2 separate regions of the Neogale vison genome follow, and region 1 is linked to region 2. The links are chromatin contacts, called in public Hi-C maps. All regions are on one chromosome and are shown on one strand. The core of a region is the stretch at or near the end of the contact, and the rest is flanking DNA. Distances in the headings are between cores, read along the strand shown.

What was found. Hi-C and Micro-C count contacts between places; a contact is called where the count stands out from the background.
Region 1: a contact with region 2 is called in a Hi-C map of muscle, with 5 times the contacts expected there. The contact joins the enhancer-like site here to the promoter of ATG10 in region 2. A contact is called at or near these places in 2 of 3 Hi-C or Micro-C datasets (fibroblasts and muscle).

What each region holds. Positions count from the first base shown.
Region 1 is chr1:209,826,591-209,833,125 of ASM_NN_V1, reverse strand. No RefSeq gene overlaps it. Among named protein-coding and RNA genes, the nearest start is that of SSBP2, 60 kb to the left of the region's middle. Within about 2 kb of position 3,800, the one cell type or tissue checked has open chromatin away from gene starts, as enhancers often do. A contact at or near this core is called in fibroblasts, where this site is marked.
Region 2 is chr1:209,733,671-209,739,607 of ASM_NN_V1, reverse strand. ATG10 (ubiquitin-like-conjugating enzyme ATG10) reads left to right here and starts at 1,691. Exons shown (of 9, transcript XM_044266130.1): 1 at 1,691-1,914; 2 at 3,917-3,994.

The DNA.
Region 1 (6,535 bases), core at 2,551-5,050, 91 kb before region 2:
GCCTTTGCAGTAGGTTCAGGGCCAATGTATAAAGTTTACTTTCTTCAGAGCTATTGATTGTGTGCTTTTGACAAGGCAAAAGTTAAAAATCTATTTGGCTAATAAGTTTAATTGTGTGATCCTGAATTTTTCTTTTATTATTCACTTCCCAGCCAACAAATTTGAACTGAAATAGAAGATCTCTTTTTCATATGCTATGACTTTGTTTTGCAAATCACCAGCAGGTCCATAGTAGAAGTTAAAACTTTGCAAGCCAAGATATCACGAGAGCATTCTTTTTCTATTTGCCAAGATAAAAATCCCAACTTATGGTTTGGGACCATACTGTAAAATGTAAATAACATTTTAATGAACACTATAGAGGAAGACTGTGCTGGGCCAGTTGCCCACCACTGAAGGGCTGGATTTAAGTGTACCTTGGGTCATAATGAAACTAGTTTGGTGGTCTTAGCCTCCCTAGTAGACATTTTCCCACATTAGAAAACCAACACAGGAGTTCATGCAATTCCCTACAAAGGACAATTGTAGCTCTGCCAAAAACCAGAACTGGAGTATGGATGGGATAACTGGAGGAAAAGCTAGAGATCAGTGAGCCTTTTAATCCTAAATTAAACTTCTGTCTACATTTAGCAGGAAAAGGGAAAATAATTACATTGTGTATTTTATTCCTATCCACATTCTGTAATCTCAGACACTATCTAAGGACATCTTCTTGTTTCTATTTCCTTCACTATCCATGTTCCTGAGTCTGTGAGAATACATTTTTCCAAAACATTGACTAAAAGCATCGTGTTAAACTCTCTATCCTAGTAACTCCTGTTCCCGGGGCTACAGAACTGAACATCTCAACTAAATTTCATATGAACTATATTGATATCTTTCTAATCTCTTCCTGATTCCAGATTCATCTTCTCTAGCTGTATCTTACCTGTCCCTTAATTGCGGCACTGGCCCAATTCCTACAGGGAGCTCTCTGTTATGACAAGGGCACACTTTCCTCTCGCCTAATCATCTACATTTGATAACCAAATTTCCTAGTACTGTTCTATTTGACTGATTGAAAATATAAGTGAACATTTAAAAGGTAGATTTAGAAAAAAACACCAAACCTCCAAACATAACATGCTACATTCCTGATTGTTATTTCAACAAAGAGGATTCTCTAGTCCTTTTCCCTCTTTGGAAAAAGACTTGGGCTCTAAATCCCTTAATATTTCTACCTGATTTAAATCTGACTTTAATCCTGCATGATAAATGAAGATTCTGTATCTTTTTACCCTTGCTTTTTGGAGTAATTTGTCTAACCCAACACCTGTGTAAATAGATCAGATTGTCTAAGTGATCCAAAGGCATTCCATTTAGGCAAGGTAGCATCAGCTCCAAGAGTAGCAAACAATGCCAACTGCCACCCCAGCAGGGGACATCCTAACCTGGAGAGTATGTAGGTGCTTCTGGAGTGATTGCTTTTAGACACCCGCCCCACCCCCTAAAGGAAAGACATCTCATTCCTCTGATTTCATGTAGAGTTCCCCTGAACAGCCACTACAGGTCTCCATCTACAGTATTTCCAATGCCTCACCCCCACCCCCCAAACTTAAAAAAAAAAAAAAAAAAAAAGTCCCTGTGAGGCTTTAGGTAGCTGTCTAGGAGAAATCCGGGCATTTTCCCAGCCCAGTGCTTCCCTGTGGCAGGAGAATGTGCCTTTCCCGGAGTGAGGCTGACTTTGCCCTCAGGTTACATTTCCACACAAAGAAGTCTTTAAGGGTGCTGTAGCAGGCCTCTACACTGGAGGTTTAGGTCTGTCAATCTAAGAAAAAAAGGAGGCCGTCATAAAACTGCAGGAGCCAGCAGTGGGGAATTACAACTTCAGGATCAGCGGAGGTCTGCCTCACAGCCCTGCTCTATGCTGAGAGTCGGCCTCTCTAAGGACAGAGAACAATAAAGCAGAAGGAATGTAAGTCAGTTGGCTGCTGGATTGCAGGAGCAGGAATCCGGGAAGGGGCCCTTGTGGAGGGTGCTGCAGTGACTCTTGGCCACTGCCACTGTGTCAGCCCAGCTGGGCAACCCGAGTCTGAGAGAATGTGAAAAGTGGTCCCAAGGCCAACAAGCCAAGAGGCCTGCGGACACCCAAGCCGGAGGCTGCGTGTGGAGCAGCCCAAGCAACTCCATGTGTAATTCAGTCGATTTGTAGTTAATAAGAACAAATACTAATTAAGATCTCAGTGAATGACCACAACAGGCAGAAAAACAGGAAATATATCAGAAGGTCACCTGAACACTGCGGAGAGCTATGAGGGAAAACAAAGGTGGTGGCCTCTGGGAGGGAGGCAAAGAGGGGGTGAGGAAGCTACCAAGTGGATCTGATTGGTTGGGAGGATGGGGGTGGGGGTAAGTGGGTAATGAGCTGAGAATAGAGAAGGCATCACTACCACCTGTCCGGCAGCTCCACAGCCCTGATTTTGGCAGGGTGGCCCTGATGCCTGCGCAAAAGGCTGGTTGGACTTAGCTCGAGAGCTTCCTAAAATATCCATGGGCCTGATGCAATATCACTTTGTGATAGCACTGCATTGCGATGTGGTGACAGGATAACCTGGTGCTGAGGAAGGAGGGCCTTTTATGTCTTCATGATTGTGTCTGAGAGAGGCCAAGTGATGGGAGCATTCCCAAAGGAGAATGGGTCAGCTGGAAGAGTGCTTAAGCTTTCTGATGTGGAAGGAACAGAGTTCCCACCCACCCACTCCCTGCAGAGGCTGGACACCTGGGGAGGGCTCAGTTAGGGGATTGAGACTTAGGAGGACAACCCCTGGGGGCCCCTCAGCAGTCCACAGGGCATTCTAAAAAGCTGAGCAAGTGGGGGGAAGGAGCTGTGCTAACCAGTCTTCACAGAAAAAGCAGCAGAAAGAAGAGGGTAGCTTCCTTCTAAGTATGTCCTCTGAGCAAAGGCAGAGGAGTAGGTTTGGGGAAGGGGAGAGGAGACAGACCTAATTTGGAGAAAGCCACCAGCGCTGGTAGCACTGGCCAGGTTGGGCCTAGGTCTCCAAATAAAAACAATTTGCCTAGCTCCAGGCAAGCCCTTGTTCTGCGTAATGACTTGAATTCCGAAATGTGAATTAAACCTTGCAAAGGAATGCAACTCTTTCTCCCTTCCCCAGGCCATTCTACCATTCTTAGGGGGTAAGAGGTGGTTTTAGAGGAAGATTTAAAATTTTTGCCCCTTTACCATAGCATGGAAAGCGCCAACCACATCTCCCGCCATCCCTACCCCCACTGTTCAAAGTGTTCAAAACTAAAAGCTGCAACATCTTTTCAGCAAGTAATCAGCACAAGTTGAAAGGCACATGCTGTCGCATTTCTGATCAGATTGTATGTTAAGCAGGAAAATATACCCCCTCTACACCCCCTCCTCTTTTTTTTTTTTTTTGGCTAAATGCATGTCTGTTTAAAGAGCCACCAGGCAGTGCCTCTCACTTTGTCTTGGCAGGGCACAACCATCAGACGAAGTGGGAGGAAGAAACATTAACTTCAACAGCTGTTTCTTGACCCCGGCTGTCAGTCTTCCCAAGAATAAATTTTGGAGAGTCCTATTTGAAACAAAGAGGGAGTTTTTGAGGGGAGAAAAGTTGGTTGGTTCCAGGGAGGCCGCCCAAAGAAGCAGGGAACAAGATGTTTGCAGTTACCACGCAGCCTGCAAGCCTCTGCCGGGTGCAGGGATGGAGCAAAGTAACTTGAAAGCTCCCCTCTCGGCGCCCTGTGCCTCCAGCTTCCCCCCCTAACGTGCGCCCAGATCCAGCGCCGGTGGTAAGAGCCGTAGCTCGACTACAGTAATTCCCCAGCTCGGGCGGCTTGAAACTGCTCGGGCTGAATAGCATTTGCTGTTCCGTCCTGCGGCCGCCTCCCGCCGCCGCTGCCGCGCTCCCTGCAAAGCAGCTCTCATTATCCCGGAAGTTGTGCTGACACAGTCTCGCTGCCACCAGAAGTTTGTCAACATCAAACTTCTCCTGTGTGGGGTACGTTCACCTTCCACGAGTATTTAATCGAGCCAACAAGCAAACAAACAAACCCAAATAAACCTGCCCGTGATGTCATGGTCTTTTTTTTTTTTTTTTTTTTTTCCCCTTTTCCCTTCCTGGAAGGCTGGGGCCGTTAGAAATTTGGTGGTGGGCGTTTAGAGCGCCAGTGTGTTTTGCGGGGAGGGGGGGGGAATCAGGGGCAGCCCCCGGGGTGGGGAGTGGGGAAGGGGCTGCGGAGGGGGCGTGCGGGCGGTTGGAGCTGGGCGCAGGATAGGTGGTTAGGGGAGTGGGGCTGGCGAGTTGGTCCTGCCTTCCGAGGGTTTGGATACTGCACCGTCAGGGGCCAAGATTGTCGCTTGGCGTCCCCCAACCACGCAACAAAGGTTACCTGGGAGCGCTGGCCAAGTAAAGACGCCGGGGGAGGGGAGCGTTCCACACTCTCACTGCTCTTTTTGCACTCCTGCAGGACATTTCTGTAGACACCTCTTGAGATCTTTCGCAATAAAGGGCATTGGGGTCATAAAATGTATTTTGGGGCTTCAACTGCCACATAAAAGAAATCCTTGCGATTTAAGGGCAGGGATGTGCTACCTTTTCTGTCTTTAATAGGTCTGTTCTGATACCTTGATTAAACCGTTCGGTCTAAACTTAACTGACTCCTTTCTCTAAGCCAGGTCTCCGGTTTAGTTCAAGTTGCTGCTACCCAGTTTGGGTGTTTGTTGCTCCCCCGCCGAGACGCTCCCGGCGCGGCAACTCCCACTCCCCGACTCCCTAACCCCCCTACCCCCACCCCGCGGCCGCCCAGCTTTGGGGAGGAGGGGGAGAGGAGGATGCTGATTAACCCTTTCCGTTCCGTACTTTATCCGGACGTGATCAATCCTGCTCGGACTGTTGGAGAAGACAAGGCCTGACTTGCGTGGTTTTGACGCTAGGCATTCATGAAGCGGTGCCATTTGGGGGCCACAGGTTTTCCTGGAGGAGCTGGAAGCTCAGACACTGATAGTAACTTTGTGTCTAGTTTGAAAGGCCGTATAATAGCATTCAGACCCTGGAGATCAGAAAGGGATGGCCGCTATCCCCCACCTAATGTTTAAAGTCAGGTGTGGGTTGCTGAAGAGTGTTGGATATACCTAAAGTAGGCAACCCAAGGTTTGCTGTCTTGAACTGGAAATCTATCCACTTTTGGGGGGCAGGAAAATTCTCTTCTACTCTTCAAAAATAAGTAAAAGTGCATAAGGTCTCCAAAGACAATATTACCCGTTATCCCATTAGGATATTGTGGTGAGTGGAGAGGAGGTTTAATCCATTTAGGAAGCCAGGTACTTCCTTTACTCTTCTTGTTTGTTGGCTGTTATTAACCATGTTTTTAGAAAAAAAAAAAATCGTGTATACAGTACTGTGTCTCTGATAACAAGAAGGAAGACACTTTTTTCTATTTTTTAAAATGTCCTTAACAGGAAAAATTGTACTAATCCCAAAGGGGTCAGTTTACCTTAAACCCAAAACAAAAAGCCAAAAGCAAAATCTAAAGAAAATGCAATTCAGGTGTTTCTCAGGGACTAGAAGATACTTTTGAGAAACACAAATCAAACTGATACAAATACAGTTATGGAGAAGGGAATTCTTTAAAATATATACAAACAACAGCAACAAAAAACAACACAAATGTGTTTTCTTGAAAGTTTAGCTATTCACTACAGTGAATTTTCCAGTTGGCCATGCCTCAAAAATTTCCCTGCATTATTTAGAGTTCTTTGGGTGGCATTTTAATTTTTATTTATTTATTTTCTTCTAATCTACAAAGTACTACTCAACATGGTTGTACCTTTGTGTGAACAGGAGTCCACAAGGACATGTGGAGGATTCCATTTCCAACACCACATGCATGAATTACTTGCCCTGGTTGTTAATCTGTCATAGCGTTAAAAACCTGATTTATAAAAGGCTAGAGGACTTTCGCAGAACAAGGTAGTATATAGTTTCCATAGTTGGGCTTATTTACAAATAAAACTATTTTCCCTTTCTGTCCACAATTTCCTGGTTGCACAAAGATAATTTTCAGAGTTTTCAGTTTCTAGTTCCCCAATGGGAGCCGTAAGCATGAGGAAACAATTTCTTTTTTACAGTGATGTGAGCGCTATGCTCATCTGGATTTAGTTACTTCATAAGGTAAATATCACTAAATGTGCGCTGGGATCTTTAGGGATCTAAGGAGCTGGACGGGTGAAAATAGTCTACTGTGAAATGCTAAAGAATGTCAAACAACTGAATTTGAATTGGTTTGCAGAGCTAATTGGGTCAACTATGGTATTCTTTAAAGTGGAAATTAATTTGAACATTTTTCAAAAGTATTTTCAGTTTTCTTTTGGTTACATTTAGGTTATTTTGGTCACTATGATTTTTAGAATTTTACCCCAGGAATTCAATTAAAACAGACCCATCTGAAAAATATACCCTTCAGTGAATAATATCTGCTAATGAAAGTGTAGGTTTTGAATTTTATGCTAATTACATTTTTAAATAAG
Region 2 (5,937 bases), core at 442-2,941:
TAAAAAACCAAAAAAACAAAAAACCAAAAAAACAAAAAAAACCCCAACCCCCCCAAACCCCCCCTTTTTTTTGTTAACATGATATTGTTGATGCATGAAAGTGTTTCTAGATTACTGAATACAATGCCAAGCAACACATTCTTATTTTTGTATGTGAAAGTTCTGTTTTTTGAATAACTGCTTAAAGTTGAAGGAAACATCCATCCACTAAAGTTCTCAGTCAGAACTCACTGCCCTTTACCAACACCCCCCCAAAAAGTGAATACTTTCAATTGGCAGCTATCTAGTTCATTTATATCCATAGCTGCTCAAATGTTAGGAAATTCATTTACTAGCAGTATCCTTTTTTTTCCCCCCATAAGATTTTATCTATTTATTTGTGACAGAGGAAGAGAACACAAGCTGGAAGGAGGATGAGAGGGAGAGGGAGAAACTGATCCCCCACTGAGCAGGGAGCCCAATGATGATAAGCACTGGGGTGGGGGGGACCTCAATCCCAGATCTGAAGGCAGACACTTAACCAACTGAGCCACGAAGGCACTCCTAGCAGTATCTCTTTTAAAATTGAGTTTTATTTTACATGCAGTAAAATCTATCCTTTTTATGAGTTCTTGCAAACCAAACAACCGTGTAATCACTAACACCCTGAAAGTATAGAACAGTTGCATTACCCCCTCCCCCAAATTTCCTCAAGCTCTTTTTTAGTCAACCCCATTCCCTGGTCACCATTCATCAGTGTTCTGTCCCTTTTTAAGAACTTTTTATTTTGAAATAATCGTAGCCTCACAAGAAACCACAAAAATAGTACAAAATCTTGTGTACCCATCGCCTAGCTTTCTCCAATGGTGACATCTTACATAACTGTGGTACGAGATCATAACCGTGCCCTGTAATGTTTGAAGGCAGGTTTTCCTTTCACTTCTTTGCCTGTGTTTACTTTTTTCTTTTCACACAAATGTAATTCTGTTGTGATAAAAGGAACAGATGCTAGTTTTCCCTCAGATGTCTGCTGTTGTATTTCAGTATTTCAATTCCATCACCCATGTTACTCCTACATCTTTCTGTGGTCTTTTCTTTATCCCACCGTTCCCCCCCCTCCCCATTTTAATTCTTTTGCTTGATTTTTTTTTTCTCTTTTTTTTCCCCTGAGCTATGTGCCACAGATGGTTCTATTGTAATTCTCGAAATGCTAACTTCTACCTCGGTCCTTCCGTTTTGAAGGAGGTAGTCGTGTTTGTGCTTAATTGTCGTGGTGCTTACAATAGTTTTACTGTGTGTGCGTTTGTGCGCTTTGGCCGGCTTGGATCTCCAGCCTCGGAGAAGGTTTTTGCTCTAGCCTTATTCATTTATTTTGCAGATATTTGGCTATCTGTTGGAAGAAAGGGTGCAGCGACCGTTAAAACTGCTGGCACCACCCCCCCTCCCAGGTTTCGGCTTGCCTATCACACCTCCCTAATGGGCCGCCTTTGTGCACTCAGAGCGCCCAGCTCACGTTCAGTTCCTGGGGCCTGGGAGGCGAGGGGCGGAGACTCGGCTCACTGGTCCAGGGCAGCGGGAAGGTCACGCCCCCTGGCCCGGGTTCTGCGCGCGCGGCCCGCTACGTCAGCCCCCCCGCGTGAGCCTGGCCCCGTAGTGCGCGGGAGAAGCTGGTGCGCATGCTCTGATTCGGTCGCTGCGGCGGCCCTGGGTGAGGGAGGTTTAGGTCTCTCTCTTGGAGGGCGTCTTTGCGCGTTCCCTCCGCTCCTCTGCTGTCATCTCCGTGGCCCCTGAGAGCCTATCACTCTCCTCCCTGGGGCTGCGGGCCGACGGCAGCTGACAGAGCGTTGGGCACCTCACCCCGGCTCCCCGCCCCCCCGCTCCGTTGCCCCGCCTGCGCCAGGCTGGGCGGCGGGGTCAGGGGCCGAGCGGAGCGGGGTGAGTATTCCCACAGCCTTTGCTGACCTCTTTTCCCGGCTGTGCTTCCCGCACGGTCCTCACCCCACTCCTGGGATGGTGAGGAAGGGCGGGTGCGGGTACGCGGGGAACAGCCCAGCCCTAACAAAAGAGTGGGAAACGGGCTCTCGCCAGTGAAATGTAGGCCGAATCCCGGCGGTCGTGGAGCGAGAGAGTAGGGGGTGGGTGGCAGGGGGAAGGAAGGCCCGCGCGCCCCGCGTGACCGGCACTCTTGGACCACGACTGAGCGCTCACGCAAACGTGGATAGTCGCTGCCTTGTGCGTTAGACCAGCGCAGGGATATCAAGTCTGTCTGTGTAACATTGCAACAAAGGGTATCAAGTTGCTCATGATTCCAGTGGCTAAGTTCCACTTAAGTTGAAGGGGTTTCAGATTCATTAAGTATCTGGGGGACTAAGTTAATATTTTTAGCCAACAATTTTTCGTCTTCCAAATAACCTTTCCACTCATAGTATGTGATACCATGCATTGGGGGTAGTTAACTGATTCATAGAAACATTTATGAGGACAAAAATTTATAAACATCTAGGAAAAGCAAAAGAATAGCGCAGAATGTAACCTTGCCTAAGAGGCCCACCTGAGGCTGAATTAATTATCTAGGGGACTGTACTCTTGCTTGACATAGTACTGATTAGGACCCAGGCCCAGCTCTTTCTTTTTCCTGTGTGTGTGTAATGGAGATGCAAATTATTTCTGACTGGGAGGAAAAAAAAAAAACACACACACTCCTGAAGATTGTGGCTTTATTGCCCTATTTCCAAGATTTTTATAATTTTTACCATTCAGCTTACTCCATCATGAGTTCAATAAATCTTTGCCACAGGCTCTCTTTGAGAGAATTATGTTTATAACTTAAAAAAATTACAGTTTAACAGGGGCCTTACTCTTTAGTGGCAAAAGCTTTAGTTTGTACTTTTTAGAATTGGAAAACATAGGCCCTTTATAATACTCAGCCACATTAGAGGACCTCAAGTAGAATCCTTAACTTCTTGCTTCTGAAGAGTCAAATATGGACAAAAGGAAACATGTACAAAATGAAAATTTAATCAAAAAGGAAATGTTGAGCATTGAGAAATTCGAATTAAGGCATTGTAATTACAAGGATTAAAAATCGTTACTGGTATTTTAATTGAAGTTAGTGGAAATAGTTTCTAGTTCTACAATGGATTCATTTGGATATAGATAGACTATTACAAGATTATTTCTCCTTACCTTCTCCCATCGCCACTTCCTTTACCCCTTTATTTAATATTAACTGCTACATCACGAAGCAATCAAGTTGGTCATAATGTTTTATGACAAATTATAAATTGATAGTTCCCAATGCTTATAAATTTCTGAGAAAAATAAGCAACACTTTAGGAAAAATATGTCAGGTAAAGTTTACATAAGTAGATTGTGTAAGTCTGGGTTTGATTAGATTATTAATATCTTGATGTGTTTGGGACCCTGGAGGCAGTGTTTGAATCATAAACATAGTCTGGAACCATAACAACAACAAGGTGCTGTAGAGATTATTTAGTGATTATGTGTTGAAAACAAATGTCTTTAGGGGCTTAGCAGACTGCTAACATACTTAGCAGACAGTATGAAACTACTGGAAAGTAGGGGAATGGAGAATAAACTACCTAAAAGCATCCAGGTTAGGGAGAAGTTGCTGAAAACTGCAAAACCAAGAGTCACCTCTAAAGAACCTGGTAGCTCAGGCATTGAATTGCTGATCTCATAGGTTTACAGAATCCAGGAAGAGTACTTACTAATATAAGTTTAGCTTTGAGGTTAGGGTTAATTCATATCACTCTCATTTAATAGCCTTCAGAGAAAACTTTTAAAAAGCGTCTTTACCTAGCTCAAGGACCTACAATGGATTCTTACTGCCCACTGCTTTAAATGGAATTTTTCAAGAGTTTTGGGTTTATCAGTAAACAGCTTTCCTTCCTCCAAATCACCGGCCTCTCCATAGGCTAAATTCTCAGCTTCTTGGTGGCAAAAAAGAAAGAAAAGCACACCACTTCTCAGGAAAAACACAGCTTCCTTGGAGGTCAGTATATATCGAGTCAAATGTAGATTGGGATTTCAGATATCAAAGTTCTGCTAAGAAACCTTATGGTTAAGTTTTCTAGACTTTGTTAAGGTTTTTGTTTTGTTTTGTTTTAATACTTATTTGACAGAGAGAGAGACAGGAAGGGAACACAAGCAGGGGGAGAGGGAGAAGCAGGCTCTCCACTGACAGGGAGCTGGATGCAGGGCTCAATCAGAGGACTGTGGGATCATGGCATGAGCTGAAGGCAGATGCTTATCAACTAAGCTACCCAGGCACCCTAGACTTTGTTAAGTTTTAACCTACTTCCCAGTGTTTCTTAAAGGGGGCTCAACTGGCATTTCGATGGGCCATCTCATACATTGTAGGGTGTTCATTGTATCTGGCCCCTGAGCACTAAATTGCAAATTTAGAAGTCCTCCTCTTTGTGACAGCCTACTGTGATCTCACCCATTTCCAGATAACCCCTTTGAGAATGATCCCTCCTAATGTTGGAAACCATTGGACCATATCTGCCTGTACTTTACTACCCACCTTATGCTCCAGTATTGCCATTTTATTTTTAAAGTTTAGCAAACTTTTCAGGCCCTGTGTTGAGAAGCTCTTCCATCTTTTCGGCATGGCTTTGTCTCTACTTGGTAAGCCTTTACTCACATATAAGTCCTTAAAGAACTGAATTCAGCTCTTTCAGACTCCCTCTTTTAAAGTCTTCTCTGATTTTCCCAGGAAATAATTTGACATTCCTTTTTGTGAGGATACATACACATAGCAAATGGTTAAGATATTGTAGGTGCCAAGTGAACGTAATGAAAGCTTGTGGAAATAAGACAGGGCATTAATCTAGTTGTTAATGAAGACTTTGCAAGAGAAAAGGGGATTGCCTCTTTCATTAAAAAATGTCCAACTACTATTTTTTTTTAATGGCACTTGGTAGTATATTTTAAAAATGCATCAGTAGCTATTTTCAGAGGAGCACTGAGTGTAGCTTCTGATACAGTGCTGATTTTTTCTGTATCTTCTTTTTGGGGGGGTAATTTATTTTAAAGAAATTTTGTATTAATTATTTTTATTAACATATAATGTATTATTTGCCCCAGTTGTACAGGTCTGTGAATCGTCAGGCTTACACACTTCACAGCACTCACCATTTCACCTACCCTCCCCAATGTCCATGACCTCAACACCCTCTCCACGCCTACCCTCCTCCCAGCAGCCCTCAGTTTGTTTTGTAAGATTAAGAGTCTTTTATGGTTTGTCTCCCTCCTGATCCATCTTGTTTCATTTTTTCTTTCCCTACCCCCTAAAACCCCCATCTGCCTCTCAAAGTCCTCATATTAGGGAGATCATACGATATTTGTCTTGCTCTGATTGACTTATTTCGCTCAGCATAATACCCTCTAGTTCCATCCACATTGTCACAAATGGCAAGATTTCATTTCTTTTGATGGCTGCATCGTATTCTATTCTCTCTCTCTCTATATATATTCACACACACACACACACCACCACCACCATCATATACATACACACATACACACACACACACACTCCACATCTTCTTTATCCATTCATCTGTTGATGGATATCTAGGTTCTACTCTGGACATTGCTGCTATAAACATTTGGGTGCACGTGCCCCTTTGGATCACTACATTTGTATCTTTAAGATAAATACCCAGTAGTGTGATTGCTGGGTCCTAGGGTAGCTCTATTTTCAATTTTTTGAGGAACCTCCATACTGTTTTCCAGAGTGGCTGCACAAGCTTGCATTTCCACCAACAGTGTAGGAGGGTTCCCCTTTCTCTGCATCCTTGCCAGCATCTGTCATTTCCTGACTTGTTGATTTTAGCCATTCTGACTGGTGGTGTGAGGTGGTATCTCATTGTGGTTTTGATTTATATTTCCCTGATGGTGAATGATGTTGAGTGCTTTTTCATGTGTTGC